Linked DNA regions of Zea mays: region 2 is linked to region 1. The links are chromatin contacts, called in public Hi-C maps. All regions are on one chromosome and are shown on one strand. Each heading gives the region's core, a stretch centred on a gene start, on an enhancer-like site or on the middle of the called end of the contact. The rest is flanking DNA. Distances are from core to core; before and after follow the strand shown.

Evidence for each region. A called contact is a pair of places that touch in the nucleus more often than the background predicts.
Region 2: a Hi-C map of endosperm shows a contact between it and region 1, with 3 times the contacts expected there. The contact joins the promoter of LOC100037760 here to the enhancer-like site in region 1. A contact is called at or near these places in 4 of 25 Hi-C or Micro-C datasets (ear, endosperm and leaf).

Annotation. Positions count from the first base shown.
Region 1 is chr9:74,929,774-74,937,060 of Zm-B73-REFERENCE-NAM-5.0, forward strand. It overlaps LOC103639973 (protein SHORT ROOT IN SALT MEDIUM 1), which reads left to right. Exons shown (of 23, transcript XM_020543866.2): 8 at 86-131; 9 at 563-655; 10 at 756-811; 11 at 937-1,045; 12 at 1,544-1,758; 13 at 1,827-1,890; 14 at 2,534-2,707; 15 at 2,804-2,834; 16 at 2,919-3,841; 17 at 3,947-4,021; 18 at 4,217-4,291; 19 at 5,067-5,528; 20 at 5,906-6,145; 21 at 6,252-6,293; 1 more. Among protein-coding and RNA genes, the nearest start is that of LOC103639973, 18 kb to the left of the region's middle. Within about 2 kb of position 4,133, at least 1 of the 20 cell types and tissues checked has an H3K27ac peak or open chromatin away from gene starts, as enhancers often do. A contact at or near this core is called in endosperm, where this site is marked.
Region 2 is chr9:75,289,512-75,296,798 of Zm-B73-REFERENCE-NAM-5.0, forward strand. LOC100037760 (multidrug resistance protein associated 1) reads right to left here and starts at 2,916. Exons shown (of 12, transcript NM_001112472.2): 1 at 2,707-2,916; 2 at 533-2,532; 3 at 114-434; 4 at 1-27. The coding sequence starts at 2,761.

The DNA of each region.
Region 1 (7,287 bases), core at 2,883-5,382:
CTTCTGCAGTTTTGTGGATGAAATAGGTTGCTGCTTTGTCTTTTGTGCAGCTTTTAAACTAATGTTTTCATTTGTTGTGCTGAAGGCATCGTTCACCTGTTAAAGAAATAAAGAGAGAATATATTTGCAAGGTAAATTGAAACCTGTGTTTGTCAATGTTATTGCTGAAATCAGTTGACATCGTTAGTTCTTCACTAGCCTCCTTGATGCATTCTGATCTTAAGGTTCCTTGGTTCTGGTCCATCTTCCATCTTCATCTATTCTTCCTTTTACCAGTCTATTAGGCTTGTCTCTCTCTCCTGGTACAGAATCTTTCCTTTCTTTTTCTTGTGCTATGGGAAGTCATGACTTCACCAAAATTAGAGGAGCGTTCACGTCTACCTTGATCTTTGATTGCACAAGAGTATATGATTGATTAACCATGAATGATTGTCTTCCTTTTTCCGGTCTCTTCCTTTTTTTATTTAATGTTTCATCAAGACATTTTTCTATGTACAATTATGGGATTGTTTCATTTTGCTTCCTGCTGTGAACTTAATGCTAACTATGATGTTATTTGCAGGTTTTTCCATTTCGCTTCGTGGATGATGAGAGGGATTATCTGTGCTTGACAAAACGGTATCCCAGACTTGCAGTTACTCCAGAATTTTCTAAGGTTGGGCATTCTGTTCATCTACCTTTTGCTGCTGATCGATATTCAACTTGGCTTTTGGCATTCTCTGTCACTCTAATTTGTATAATTTGCTGTTGCACAGATTGTCTTGAACTGGGCTAAAGAAAACTTAAATCTTCCTCTCGATACACCAGTGAGGTATTCCTTTTATTTATGAACACATTACTATGCATAAATACTGTTATACATGTGTTCCTTCTTGGAGTTCTCATGTTTCCAATTAACTGTACAATTGGCACTATGATACAATTGCTGTGAACCAGTTTGGAGCATGATATCCATGATTCAGATGATAATGCTGATGAAGGAGCAATTATCTCCACTGAGAAAACACCAAGCTTCAATACTCCAGCCACCATTTGGAATGCAAAGGTTTCTATCTACAGTTTTATATCTGCTTTTTAGGAATTTTGTTTTTTCTGTATGCGTTTCAAGTTGTAGCTCTAGTGGTCAGTAGATAAGCTGATCTGGAGTAACTTGTTATACTGTCGTACATTGTATACGTGAATCTGAAGGAAACATATGGCATATAGTTTTAGGTCTGTTTGGATGTTGCCGAAGACCACATTATTTGAAAATCACAGCAATATTTATGGCATTAAGAAAACTGCAGTATACTAATGTTTGTACATATCGAGAACAATTTATTGTTGCTTGCAAATAGATCATTGCATCACTTTGTGTGCTGCCTTAAGTTACCCAAGGGCATTAAAATTCTGTTCTTATTTTGGCATTGATATGCTTACTTGAGCTTATCTCACTTCCAGTGATAACCATCATATGGAATAACAGTTTTTGTTATATGATTTTTATAAATCATTTCCAAATTACTCCTGTTGCAGTGCTGCTTATACATGTGATGGTTTGCAGGTACTATTGATGAGTGGCATGAGCAAAGGTGCCTTTGCTGACATAACTTCATTGAGAAGTACTGAGGAACGAGTTGTGCACTTGAACAATATATTAAAATTTGCTTTATTCAAGAAGGATCGTTCTCTATTTGCAATTGGAGGCCCTTGGAATGCAGCAATAGATGGTGGTGACCCCTCAGTTGACTGTTCTTGCTTGATTCAAACTGCCATCAGGTATGCTGTTATCAAACAAGGTATGATGACCAACTTGCAGTTGTGCTGATATGATCGTACTTCGACAGATGTGTTAAAGAAATGGTTCAAGTTGATCTATCTAGTTGCACCCACTGGAACCGTTTTGTCGAGGTACTTGTGAATATATATGTTTCAGTACCTTAATTTTTTAAAAACTTTGTTTATACTTACTGCATGCTGTCTTCTCATGGAAAACATCTTTGTACCTGACACCGCTACCCTTTTTCATTGTTTTCTGCCTTGTGTAATGTTGCAAGTTTGATGACAATGTCTAACTTAAAAAGAATGTTTATGAAATGTTATTCCTCACTGCATTATATTCAAGATTAAGAAAACTATCGCTAGATAAATAAACTGGCCAGTACAACTACCAACACTTCACTCCGTATGTCAAATTTCTGAGGCATGGATGCATATCAAGTTTAACATTGTAAGTTTTTACTGACAATCAGATTACGTGTATATGCCAAGTCAAATCATGCCTTAACATTTGAACAAATTTGCATGTTTGATCTATTCAATATTCTCTTGAATAGTTTTGCTTCTGTCTATCTCTGATATCAAATTCTTGCGAGTCATTGCTGAAGTTCTGCCGTAACATAGCCACAACATCCATATTTTGGTATGATTGATAACTTGTAGGTTACAACTTTGTTGGGCTATTGTACATTTGTATGGTATACGTATCTTGTAGTTCCTCCACTTCGTACTACATGTTGATGGAATATTAACTGATGCATGTTTACACATGCAGGTACATTACAATAGAATAGGCAAAGATGGACTCTTCAGTCATAAAGAAATTACTGTTCTGTTTGTGCCAAACTTGTCTGAATGCTTGCCTTCAGTGGATATATGGAAGAATAACTGGATTCTGTACAAAAAATCAAAGGCAGAAAGGGAAGAACTCACTGTTAAAAAGGAAAAGGTTACTTTGTCCCATTATGGATTTGGTGAATAACTTTTCTTTCTTTCTTTGGAGTTCTCACTAAAAGTTTTTTAAATCTGTGTTGCCTTGTTTCAGAGTCCTGGTGATTCGAAAGAGCAGATGCAAGGTTTGGAAGATTTCCATGTTGCATCTCATTGAATTTTTTTTACCTGTCTGTTATTAGAGCAAAACTGAAGTCGTTTGTTAACAGTTTCAGGGGAGCTGAATAAGGGTAAAAGTTTAGATGCTGATCAATTAAAAGAGGGTGGTGTTGGTTGCAGTGATATGAAAAATGAGAAATGTGATGCTGATATGAAGCAGCAAGGTAATGATGGAGACAGTAAAGTTAAAGTTGAGGAACCTGTTCAGAAGATGGGTGAGGATGTTGAAGTAAAAACTACAGGTGACTCCTCTATTGACCATGCAGCTGGGGATAAGAAGCCCACAAAAAAGAAAATAATAAAAAAGGTTGTGAAAGTTGTTCGGAAAAAAACAACAGGACCTTCAATTGATAAATCTTGTTCCGAGGACAAGAATGTTGTAGCAGAATCTGCAAATAAAACTGCAGAAGGGGGGCAGAGTCAACAAAAGAATGAGGATGCTGGAAAACAACAGGTGGGAGCTGGCATAAGTCAACAGCCTGAAGCAAAGAAAACTGGGAAGAAGAAAATAATTCGAAGGATTGTTAAAAGGAAAGTTTCGGGTCCAGGTTCGCAGTTGACTGCCTCTACTACACCTGCCGAGACTAGTAAGCAAGAAGCAGAAGTTCAGCCAGATAAAAATGTTGAGAGTTCAATCGATGTTGGAAATCCTCAGACTAAGCTGCAAGAAGGGTCAAAAATTCCATCTGAAGATATCTCAAATCAGAAAGAGAAGCCAGAGGAAAAGGAACACCCATTGACTGACCTCAGTTCAAATGAGGATAAGGGTAATCACGAGGAAGCTATGGAACAAAAAGATATGAAAAATGATGTAAAGAAGGATAAAGCAATGGATGATAAAGAGAAAAATAGAGACCTCAAGATGGATCCAAAGCAAAAACCACTCAATGACACAAAAGAAAAGAAGAGGTCTGATGAACCACCAAAATATCCAGGATTCATTCTTCAGACGAAAAGGAATAAAGAATCTAAAGTATGGGTAAAATGCTACTTAGTTTACTTTTTTTATATATAATTCTATTATTCAAACTTACTTGGATGAGTTGTCCATGATATCTGAAGGAATTCTGCTTTGCAGCTCCGTTCAACATCCCTTTCGTTGGATGGCCTCCTAGATTATACTGCCAAGGATATAGAGGAGTCTGTATTTGAGGTCTGTGTTTTGTAATTACTTTTTGTTAGTATATATCAAAAGGGACTACTACTTGTGCACCTTTATATGTTTTGCTGCTACCTAGTTGGCAAATTTGAGCATCCCACACCACGTAACTGAAGTCTCTTTTCATTTTTTTTGTGTTTGAGAGCTCATGCGGATGTACACTGATCTGTTCTTCTATTCCTTTTTCAGCTTTCTTTGTTTGCTGAGTCATTCAGTGAAATGCTTCAACACAGAATGGGTTGTGTTATCCTGTCTTTTCTTGAGGTACATCCTTTGTGCTTTGCAAATGATTTAGCTAAGCTTCAAATAATTCTCATCCTTTGTGCTTTGCAAATGATTTAGCTAAGCTTCAAATAATTCTCTCCTATTGTAATTGTTCTAGTGACATGTCCAAAAGACTTAATTGTACTGTTGTGTAATTCAAAATACCCTGGCGTGAAATGTAACGAACGGCTTTTTGGTGGTTTATTATGTCCATCAGTTCTGTGGTCCCTTCAGCCTCTTTATGTATACCTTCTAAACCTAATGATTCTATGTTTTGTTTCTGAATGATCAGCTGCTCACTAGTATTTGATAATTCAGTGGCTGTTCTCTTATTCTTTGTTCACACTAATTTGTTTTGCCACTACGAGACTGAAGGTGCTCTTTTTCAAGACATCAACTACTAAAACTATTTCACATGTCACTGTTACTTGGACACCAGCATGAGTATATAAATTGGCAAGTATTTTGGACTTAACAAATATCACGTGCAATCTGAATCATGTGTGGTGAGTCTAATACGGTGAAGTGTTTTAGATCCAAGAGTCTGGGCAAACTGGTTTTGTCACTATTTTTTCATGGGTAACCTTGATTGGTGTGTGGTGATGGTGCATTTTTCTTTTTGTGTGGTAGTCATAATTTTTTTATTAATCTAGGTTTGGACGCTGTCGTATGACAGAATTTGGCTCATCCTACCATGAAAGTTGCCACCCTGCAGTATGTTTTGGGCCTTTTGGCATATTGATATGTTTCATAACATGTTCTTTTTCCTTAACAGAAACTGTACAGGCGTTATGTTGTGAAGAGGAATCAACGCAAACGCCAGAGAGAGGAAGATCTAAAGAAAGAAGAGAAGAAATCCTCAGAGAAGCGATCCAAGACCATGCATGAGACTATAATTGAAAGTGTTGATAACCTAGGAGGCAGCGTTGAAGTGACAAAAGAGGATGAAGAAAAGATGAGCAAAGATCAATCAGCAAATGTTCATGCTGAACTGCCAAAAGAGGGTCAGATAAAACTTGGCACAGATCATCCAATTGTTAACCATGGCGAACCAGCAAAAGAGGGTGATGAAAATATGAACACTGATCATTCAGAAGCTGTTCTCGATAAACCTGCAGCTGATGCAAATATGGCAGAGGAAGATCCTGAATACGAGGAAGATCCTGAAGAAATAGAAATATATGAAGATGATGAGGACATGGATGATGCTCATGCTGGAGCACAGAATGGAGAACAGGTTTTTTTTCCAGCTTTTGACCTAGTTGATTCAGCTCTTCATTAATTTAACTGTCATGTCATTTATCACCTCGTGTTTTCTTAAACTTCCACAATAAATTTCTTTTCCTTATATAGCTTGTGGCAATCACCAACAGTCATGGTCATCTGGGCTATTAGCCTACTTTGTCCCCCTATAATGCTTGAGACCGCCTTTCACTAATCTTATATTTTAGAATTTTATAAGATCTTATCATGTATTGTTGTCATATTGTATGATTTCACATATAATATCATCTCGCTATTTTTATGTTTGAGGTTCAACTTTATGCAAGAGATGTACAGAACTAGTTCCATGCTTAATCTGTCCCTGTGACACCTCATTTTCTGGTGGCACAGAATGAGAACACAAATGACAGAGATGTTAAGCCAGAAGTAGCGACAGCAGATGGTGGAAATAACAGAAGTTCAACACAACCTGAAGTAGGAAATATTACTAATACCCATGAAAGAGCTGCTTCAATGGAGGACAAACTGTCTGTGGCAGAGAAAGGAGATTCTGTGGAAGGTGGAGAAAAGGTAGTTAGTAAGGAGGTTAAGCCAGCAAAAGATGAGGTGGTCGACAAGGACCTGTTGCAGGTAATGTTTGTTTTTTCTCTGATTCATGGGAGATATTAAGGGTTTGTTTGGATTGTGGTCTGCCAGCTAATATGACTGCATGATCTTTTCTCCATCGATCTTATAGGCCTTTAGGTACTTTGACATAAATAGAGCAGGATATCTCAAGGTAATATACGAGCATGATCTATTATTTCAAATTCAATCTTACTGTTTCGATTCATGTGGTCACGGGCTACCGTTATTTCACAACTGCAGATGGATGATTTAAAATGTATTCTTCACAACTTGGGCAAGTTTTTATCAAGCAGGGACGTGAAGGTGAGATATTTGACTGGAAAAAGTCTATAAATTACTCCCCTGAAGTTTTGCCCGTGTCTAGATAAATCTCCCAAACCAATGTTTAGATCGATTTACTCACCTCCTGCCTCCAACTATTTTAGTAGTTCAATTTGCTAAGGAAGATATGTTATTTCGGTTTCTCTACTACAAGTTGGAGTTTTAATTTCAAATTTTATGAGGTGATAGACATCATAATTATTGTTACAAAGACATCACAAACTTATCGTCACTATTTTGATAGGTTAGGAAATGCAGTAATAAAATAATACTAGTGATTCAAAATTGTAACATGAAAAAATATGTAATTGTTCTTAACATGAAATTTGATCTTTATCATCTTACAAATTTTGAAATTAGAACTCAACTTGTTCTTAAGAGCTACTTCGGAAACTCAAACCCCCTTCGGAATTGTAGAGGATTGAGGGGTTCATTTATCCCTCAATCCCCTCCAATTCCTAAGAGGAGTTAAGTTTCCAAACTAGCCCTAAGGGGTGAATTGGACCAACTGAAATGATTGAAGGTTGTAAATTAAACTCATTATTAAGGACCACCTTAATACATGTGGATTGAGGTGAATACGAGAGTGTCCGAATAATGCCTAACCGGTTGTTGAAAGCTATAAGTCTGTTGACAGTTGTCAAACTAGATTCCTTTCTACAAGCATTTAGGATGTTTCTATTTGTTGTTTAACATATGGTCAATTTGTAAGGGCAATGTACAACTCTATTTTTAATATGGCATTGGGCGTCCCTTAAGTCTTTAGGGGGCTAAGTAAAAAAGTACAAAAGACGACCTAACATGTCTCTACACGACTCTCTATA
Region 2 (7,287 bases), core at 1,666-4,165, 360 kb after region 1:
CTCTGCAAGTGCTGTCATCACACATTCCTGCATGAACATTGGCCTTAGTACTACGTGAAGCAGAAAACATACCATTTCATGGATAAAGTTCGAGGAGCTTATCTGCAGCATACATAGAAAAGGACTGCAGCGGTATGCGCATCAACTGCACTGAATGGGTCATCCAGTAGATAAACATCTGCATCACTGTAGACGGCTCGAGCCAGCTGAATCCTTTGCTTCTGGCCTCCACTCATGTTCAGTCCTCTCTGACCGATCTCTGTGAGGTCTCCATGGTCAAAATTTTCGATATCCTTGTCCAGAGCACAAGATTTGATCGCCTTATCATACAGTTCCTTGTTGAAAGGCTTCCCAAAGAGTATGTTGTCACGAACAGTCCCACTCTGTATCCACGAGCTCTGTGAAACGTATGCTACTGAACCAAAAACTTCAACCTGCAAAATATAAGTTTGTTGTTTTCTCAGTTACAACACATGTTTGAAATCTTTTATTTCGTAAAGAGAAAAAAAACATTCAGTCCCTGGTCACTTACTGATCCTGATAATCTTGGTATCTCCCCAAGTAATGCATACAGGAGTGAAGATTTCCCTGAGCCAACTGGGCCGCATACGGCCACCTTCTCTCCTCGGTTCACGCGAAGGTTAACATTCCTCAGTGACAGATCAGCTCCGCTTGCCTTCCAGCTGAAATTTCCGGCTTGGACTCGAACTCTGACACCAGAGTCATCTGAAGGTACCCTTTTCACATCGTCCTCTCTGATCTCGTCTTCGAGAAGGAACTTCTCAATTCGATCTAATGCCACCTTGTACTGGATCATCATTGTGAGGACCTCCGGAAGCATCCTCACTGGCTCAGACATTACCCTCAGGGTGGCCAAGACCGTGAAGAGCGTGCTAGCATTCAGGGGAGCACTCCCCATGATGGCCGTTGCTGTGTACATGACAGCAGAGACGACCGTCGGGGACATCCAGTACATGACTGCACCATAGGCCTTCTTCATCTGGGTCTGCCTCAGCCATTTGAACTCGCCGTCCCTGAGCGACTCGATCGTGCTGCGGAACTTGTCTTCCCACGACTGCAGCTTGATGATCTTCATGCTGTTGAGTATCTCCGACGTGGACCGGAGCCTCTCGTCCTGTGCAACCATGAACTTGGCCTGGTACCCCTGCAGCATTTTCGCGAATGGCACGTTGAGGAAACCAAAGATGACTAGCGGGACTAGACCAGGAAGAGCCCCAAGCTTGAGTGCCCAGAAGAGCGTGGCAACTGCAAAGACGAGCTGAAGTGGCGAGGTCCACCCCATGTGCAGCCAGCTGATGGCGTCGCCAAGCCGGTACGCATCAACCGCAATGTAGTTGACAATCTCGCCAGTGGAGTGGTTGTTCCTCCCCTGAATGGACAGCCTGAGCTGCTTCTGGAAGATGACCGCCATCAGCGCTGACCGGATACGCATCCCGGTCCTCCTCGAGCTGAAGAACCAATGCCGCTGCGACAGCGACTCCACGAGCTTGGCGAGCAGCAGGCAGCCGACAAGGGACAGGCCGACCCGGAGGTCTCGTTCCTCCTGGTTGCTGTACCACACGAACCCGAAGAGCAGCAGGGGGGCAACTGCTATGGACAGCATTCTCAGGAAGGCGTAGAAGCCGGTGAGCAGGATCTCGCTGAGGAAGCACTTGCCCAAGACGAGGGCGAGGCTGTTGCTGCCCACGCCCCGGCGGCTCCTGGCTTTGTCGCTCACGTGGCGGCTCCAGGCCTCCGTGAACTGCTGCGACGTGTGGTGCGCGGTGTCGTCGGTGGCGATGAGCGGGATGTCGCCGAGGTCCAGCGCCTTGGAGCGGCCGACACGGAGCAGAGGGTTCAACCACGAGAAGGCAAGCTGGCCGAACAGGCCAGCGCGGTACAACTCCGAGGTTGGCACGGTTCTGTCATTGCCGATCAGAGGCTCCGACAAGCCGCTGCTGCCGTTGGAGGCGTCCCGGTAGTGGTGCCCGTCGCCCCGCGGCAGCAGGGAGCCGAGGGCGCAGAGCAGCAGGAGGAGGCTCACCGGCCACGCAATCATCTCCGCGAGGTCCAGGCTGTGCCCCCCGGCAAGGATCTCCGAATTGTACGCGGTGGCCAGCAGCGACAAGAGCACCCACCAGAGCACGGCCACGACCCTCGCCGGCCTCGTCGGCTGGGCGTGCAGCGAGGCCGCCAGCGCGATCCAGACCAGGCCCCTGACGAAGTAAGGAACCGCCGTCTTGATGTCGTAGGCGTCTTGGAGAGCCGTGACACAGTAGGCCACGGCAGCTGCCACGCAGCACGTGGAGACGACGAGCAGCACCCACCTACTAGGAGCGCCGCTCCTCCCGCTGCTCGCATCTGCAGAGCGCTGCCGCCGCCTGACGCAGGCGGCAGCCAGCGTGCAGACGTACGCGATGAACAGGACCACATTGACGCAGTCTATGAGTGTCCTCTGCACGCACTTGGACGCGACGGTGAGGGTGAGCCGCCCGCCGTCCTCTTCCCCGCAGATCCAAGATGACGACCAGCCTGCCATGCGATCGAGGCAACCAATAAGAGCAAGCTCGTTATATTATCAGCAGGTATGGCAAACCATTGATCCAACCAACAGCTGAGATCTAGCGATACGGAAGCAAGAAAGAGGAAAGGATCTATACGAGCAAGCAAATAAAAGGTTCGGCCGTCTCCTCTCCTAGTTCTTACCAAGAACAACGGCCATGGCCGCATCGCCGCTATCAGCCATTACGGCCGCTAACATGGAGCGCACCCAGCAATGAGAGGCCGAGGCGTCTCCTTCTCCGGCCTATTTCCTGGACGGACGAGACAGTAGCTAGTTATTAATTGGCATTGGCATTCGCTGCTGTTGTCTTGAGCGCTGTATTTTGCATGGAGGGCACTGTAGCGGGCTAGCGGCACTGCCAGCCGGGTAGGTATGCTAGGCTGACCCGCATTTTATGCAGGGAAGTGCACTGTAGCGGCTCCAGCGGCGTGCGGATCCGGTTTCGACGATATACTTCTTTTTTTCTCATCGCATCCATCAGAAATGCCCGACACCACAGCGCGGACCGACCGATGCGAGCTGAGAAACGCAAAATTTGCGACTAGCGTTCTCGTGGGGCAGCCGGGCAGGTAACGCAAAAAAGGCCAGATACGAATGCAAAACTCGGACTCTTCCGCCGTCACTTTCAGCCGCGCGGAAGCAAGGATTCTTTTTCCATGTGAAACAGCTAGAGACGAAGAAACGGGGTACGGACGTGACGGGCCGGATTGTTTGTTGTCCTTGGCTGCTTTGCCCTCGTGCGGCTAGCCGTCTCTCTCGGCCTTCATTAATGGCGTACATGCGTATGGCATGACGTGCCATGGAGTCAGAGATCGGAATTCGGAAGATAAGCCGTATCCGTCTGTCTTGGTGCAGAGCTCAAGAGCGCGTGCTCCTCGTGATACATATATAGTATATCTAGATTCTTACTATATATCCGGGTGTAGTGGAATAACTTATAATTTGGAATGGAAAAAAGTATAAATAAAGTCTTGTAACCATGCCATATTTTATAAGGGAGATAGAATATGCTAACTCATGTTTAGATCCATCTTACTAGTTACTAATAGTTAGCAATTACTCTTCCACTCGAAATGGTAAGTTGTTTTAAATAATTCATGATTTACAACGAAGAAAGTAGGAATTAATAAGAGGTGTTCCATTAGTATAAATAGGGGTGCTGGCTACTACTAAGATTTTAGCAAGGTACAACTTGCTAGCTAGCAAGTGATAAGATTTAGAACACTAATGTTCGCTGGGTAATAGATAAGACATTAAATGAAGTATCAAACAAAGATTTCTACTAATTTTTTTAGTAACCAACTGCTAGTTGGAATCAAACTGGTCGGGAGATTTAAGGTCGTGCTCACCAGAGCGTGTGTACATATAGTCGTGCAAAACATTGTTTTGTACTGTTTATAATGGAGTTTGAAATAGTAAGTACGATAGGAGGTGGGATCACAAGGCTGTTGGAGATAGCATAAGTGACCTTGGATAATGTGCTGCTCTATGATTAAGTGTGTGAAATCCTCACGGAGGAAGTCAATCCTGGCATTTCCCAATAAACTAATAGCACGAGTTATCCTCAAGGATGTGATCATGATGGTGTTGCAACTATGATCCATATTGCACCAATGGTAAGCATACTTAGCACAGAAGCGAAATAAATTTTGTTTACAATAACATAGAGGCTTTTTAGCTCATCCGTGGCTACACATCCAGTATCATCCCAAGCATAAACGACAAGTGTAATCTAACGACAAGTCTCAACATACATGTTAGTGAGGCCACTTCCTCTCTCCATCAACACCTTGGAGAGGTGCTTTGAGCCCACAATGGGCTCGACGATAAGGGGGTGTAGGAAACAATGACGCCTAAGAGGGGGCTGAATTAGAGCTTCTAAAAACTATATCTAAACTAGGCCACAAATAAATTCTTAGAATAAAACCTATGTAAATAAGCAATTTAAAATGTGCAAACTAGGTTTTTTGTAACACCTCAAAATAGTATTTTGAGTAATCTAGAGAATGTTTTTCCAAGATTTAAAATTACATATGTGTTATAATAAAGAAATTAAAGAGACTAAGTGAAAAGCGAAAAGATCTTCGTATGAACTAAATTACTTTTTTGAATAACTAGATGAGTACCCGTGCGTTGCAACGGGATCATCTAATACCATGATAACTTATATATAAAATATGTCTTATATTGTTATAAAAATATTTTATAGTCCATTTGTGATCCTAGCCATACATAAATTTTGTTATTTTAATTTAGTTGTTTCACTACTACATTGCAACCATCAGTGTCATGCAGACTTCGATATATGTCACGATTTGTATGGTCTCATCATTAGAGAGCACGTGCCACACCTGCCGGTATAAGTCCCGTCGTACATCGTTAGTCATCAGGCACGCACCATCATACACGCTTGCTTAAATAAAAAGGCAAGTGTGTGTTTGCGAAGAGAATTAAAGGCAGATCGGCACAAAAGCTACCCCGACGATGGCGAGTGGTCATTGTTGTCGGTCATCCACTGTGTAAACTCCAGCGCCGAGATGACGCTATAATCCTTGATATAGTAGTCGTCGAACGCGCGCAACATGGTGAGTACGTATGACTCTTGGTTGGGCTGTCAAATGAAGTACACCCCGGGCTCATTAGCGAGGTAGTACACCGGATCGTTGCACCACCAGATGTGCTACTGTCACACCCGGCTTTAAGGAACAAAGCCAGGTGCATCTCATACATGCGCCAAGAAGACAACATATATAATAACAGAGTGTATAGAGATGAATGTCATAAAACATCAGAGTATTTATTACATAGCGGAAGTCTTATTACAAAATAAAATATAAATATAAAACGAACTAAGGATCGTCGTTGGCGCCAATGTCAACTCAGAAACGCTACCTAGATCAGATCAAACTCCTCGCTTTGTGGTAAAAATTAACCTATGCATGAATAAGTGACATTAAAGAACATTATTGGGTAAAAAGTGGTCAAGGGCACAACTTGCCTTCAATGAGCTCCTGCTCAGCTACTTCTATCTGCTGCTCACCAGGATCCTCAGTCACAGGCTCTTCTACTCGCCACAATACAAACAAGCACAATATACAGGGAAAATCAACATCACACCAAACATGTAAACAAAATACACAGTAATAATCTACATATTAAAATAGAATCCTAGGAACAGGAATCATAATTTTTGGAGTTATAAATTTTAAGATATGAATTTCTAAAAGTTTTATGTGCTTAAAATAGGATTAAATGAGAAATTATTTTTGTTACTGCTTTTATGACAAAACAGAGACTCTAAGTGGTAGGGAATAATATTACAAAATTTTAGAAACTGGAATAGATTAATTTGGACTAAAAATGGATTTTCTACAAATTAAACAAGTTTCCAGCAATTATTTATTCACTAAAAATCCATTTCTATTTTATTCCTCTGATTTTTCGAGTTGACTGGACTGGGCCTCAAATTTAGAGAAAGTCAGGGGTCTCAGGGGAACTTTCCCAGGACACAGCGCACAGCACACACTGGACAACGGGTTGAATTTCTTTTTCTTTTTATTTTTCTTTTCTTTTATCTTTTCCTCCTTTCCAAATTCAAACTTTGTGGCACCTTTGTACATTGATCAATTATTTATTTTGATCATACCAGCTGCAATGAAGTTATTTATTTATAATTTTATTTGTATTGTAAAATCTTCATTTCCTTCCTCCTTTTTTTTTAAATTTTGGAGTGCAAATTGGGTTAGGAATAATTCTCTTATTTCATGTATCCTTATTATCATTTCCAATGTAGACAAATGCACAAACCAATAAACACCAGCATGATGCATATTTTAGTGGTTTTTATGTTATTATTTATTTTTTTACCTAGGGTGTACACATGTGATGATGCATAAAGGTTAAACTCACATAAGGAGAAATTCTCTCTCTATTGATATTATTTCTAACAAATTACAAAGTGGGTATTAAAAATCCTACCCCCTTAAAAATAATCTTGTCCTCGAGATTTAAGAAGATCTTGGGAAAAAATGGGAAAAATCTATGCGAAGCTCTTCTTCTCTTTCCCATGTTGCTTCATATTCGTCATGGTGACTCCATTGTACTTTGCACATCTTTATCACCTTATTTCTTGTAACTCGAGTCAATGTGTCCAAAATCTTGATCGCATACTCTGTGTAAGTCAAATCACCCTGAACATTGAACTCTTCCATTGGTAGTTGTTCCTTAGGGACACGGAGACACTTCTTAAGTTGAGACACGTGGAACACATTATGCACATCCGATGGACTATCAGGTAACTCGAGTTGGTATGCCATCTCCCCAACTCGTCTAAAGATCAAGAATGATCCAATATAGCGAGGGGATAATTTGCCCTTGACTTTGAATCTCCTCATTCCACGAAGTGGTGACACCTTGAGGTACACATAATCTCCTTCCTCAAATTCCAGTGGTGTCCTTCTATTATCAGCATAGCTCTTTTGCCTGGTTTGAGCTACCCTCAAATTCTCTCGAATTATACGGACTTGTTCTTCTGCCTCTTGAATCAGTTTAGGCCCAAAGAGCTATCTTTCTCCAGTCTGATCCCAGTATAGAGGAGTCCTGCATTTCCTTCCATATAAAGCTTCAAAAGGTGACATCTTCAGACTGGCCTGATAGCTATTATTATATGAAAACTCAGCATAAGGTAGACTCTTATCCCAACTTCCTCCATGCTGAAGGGCACA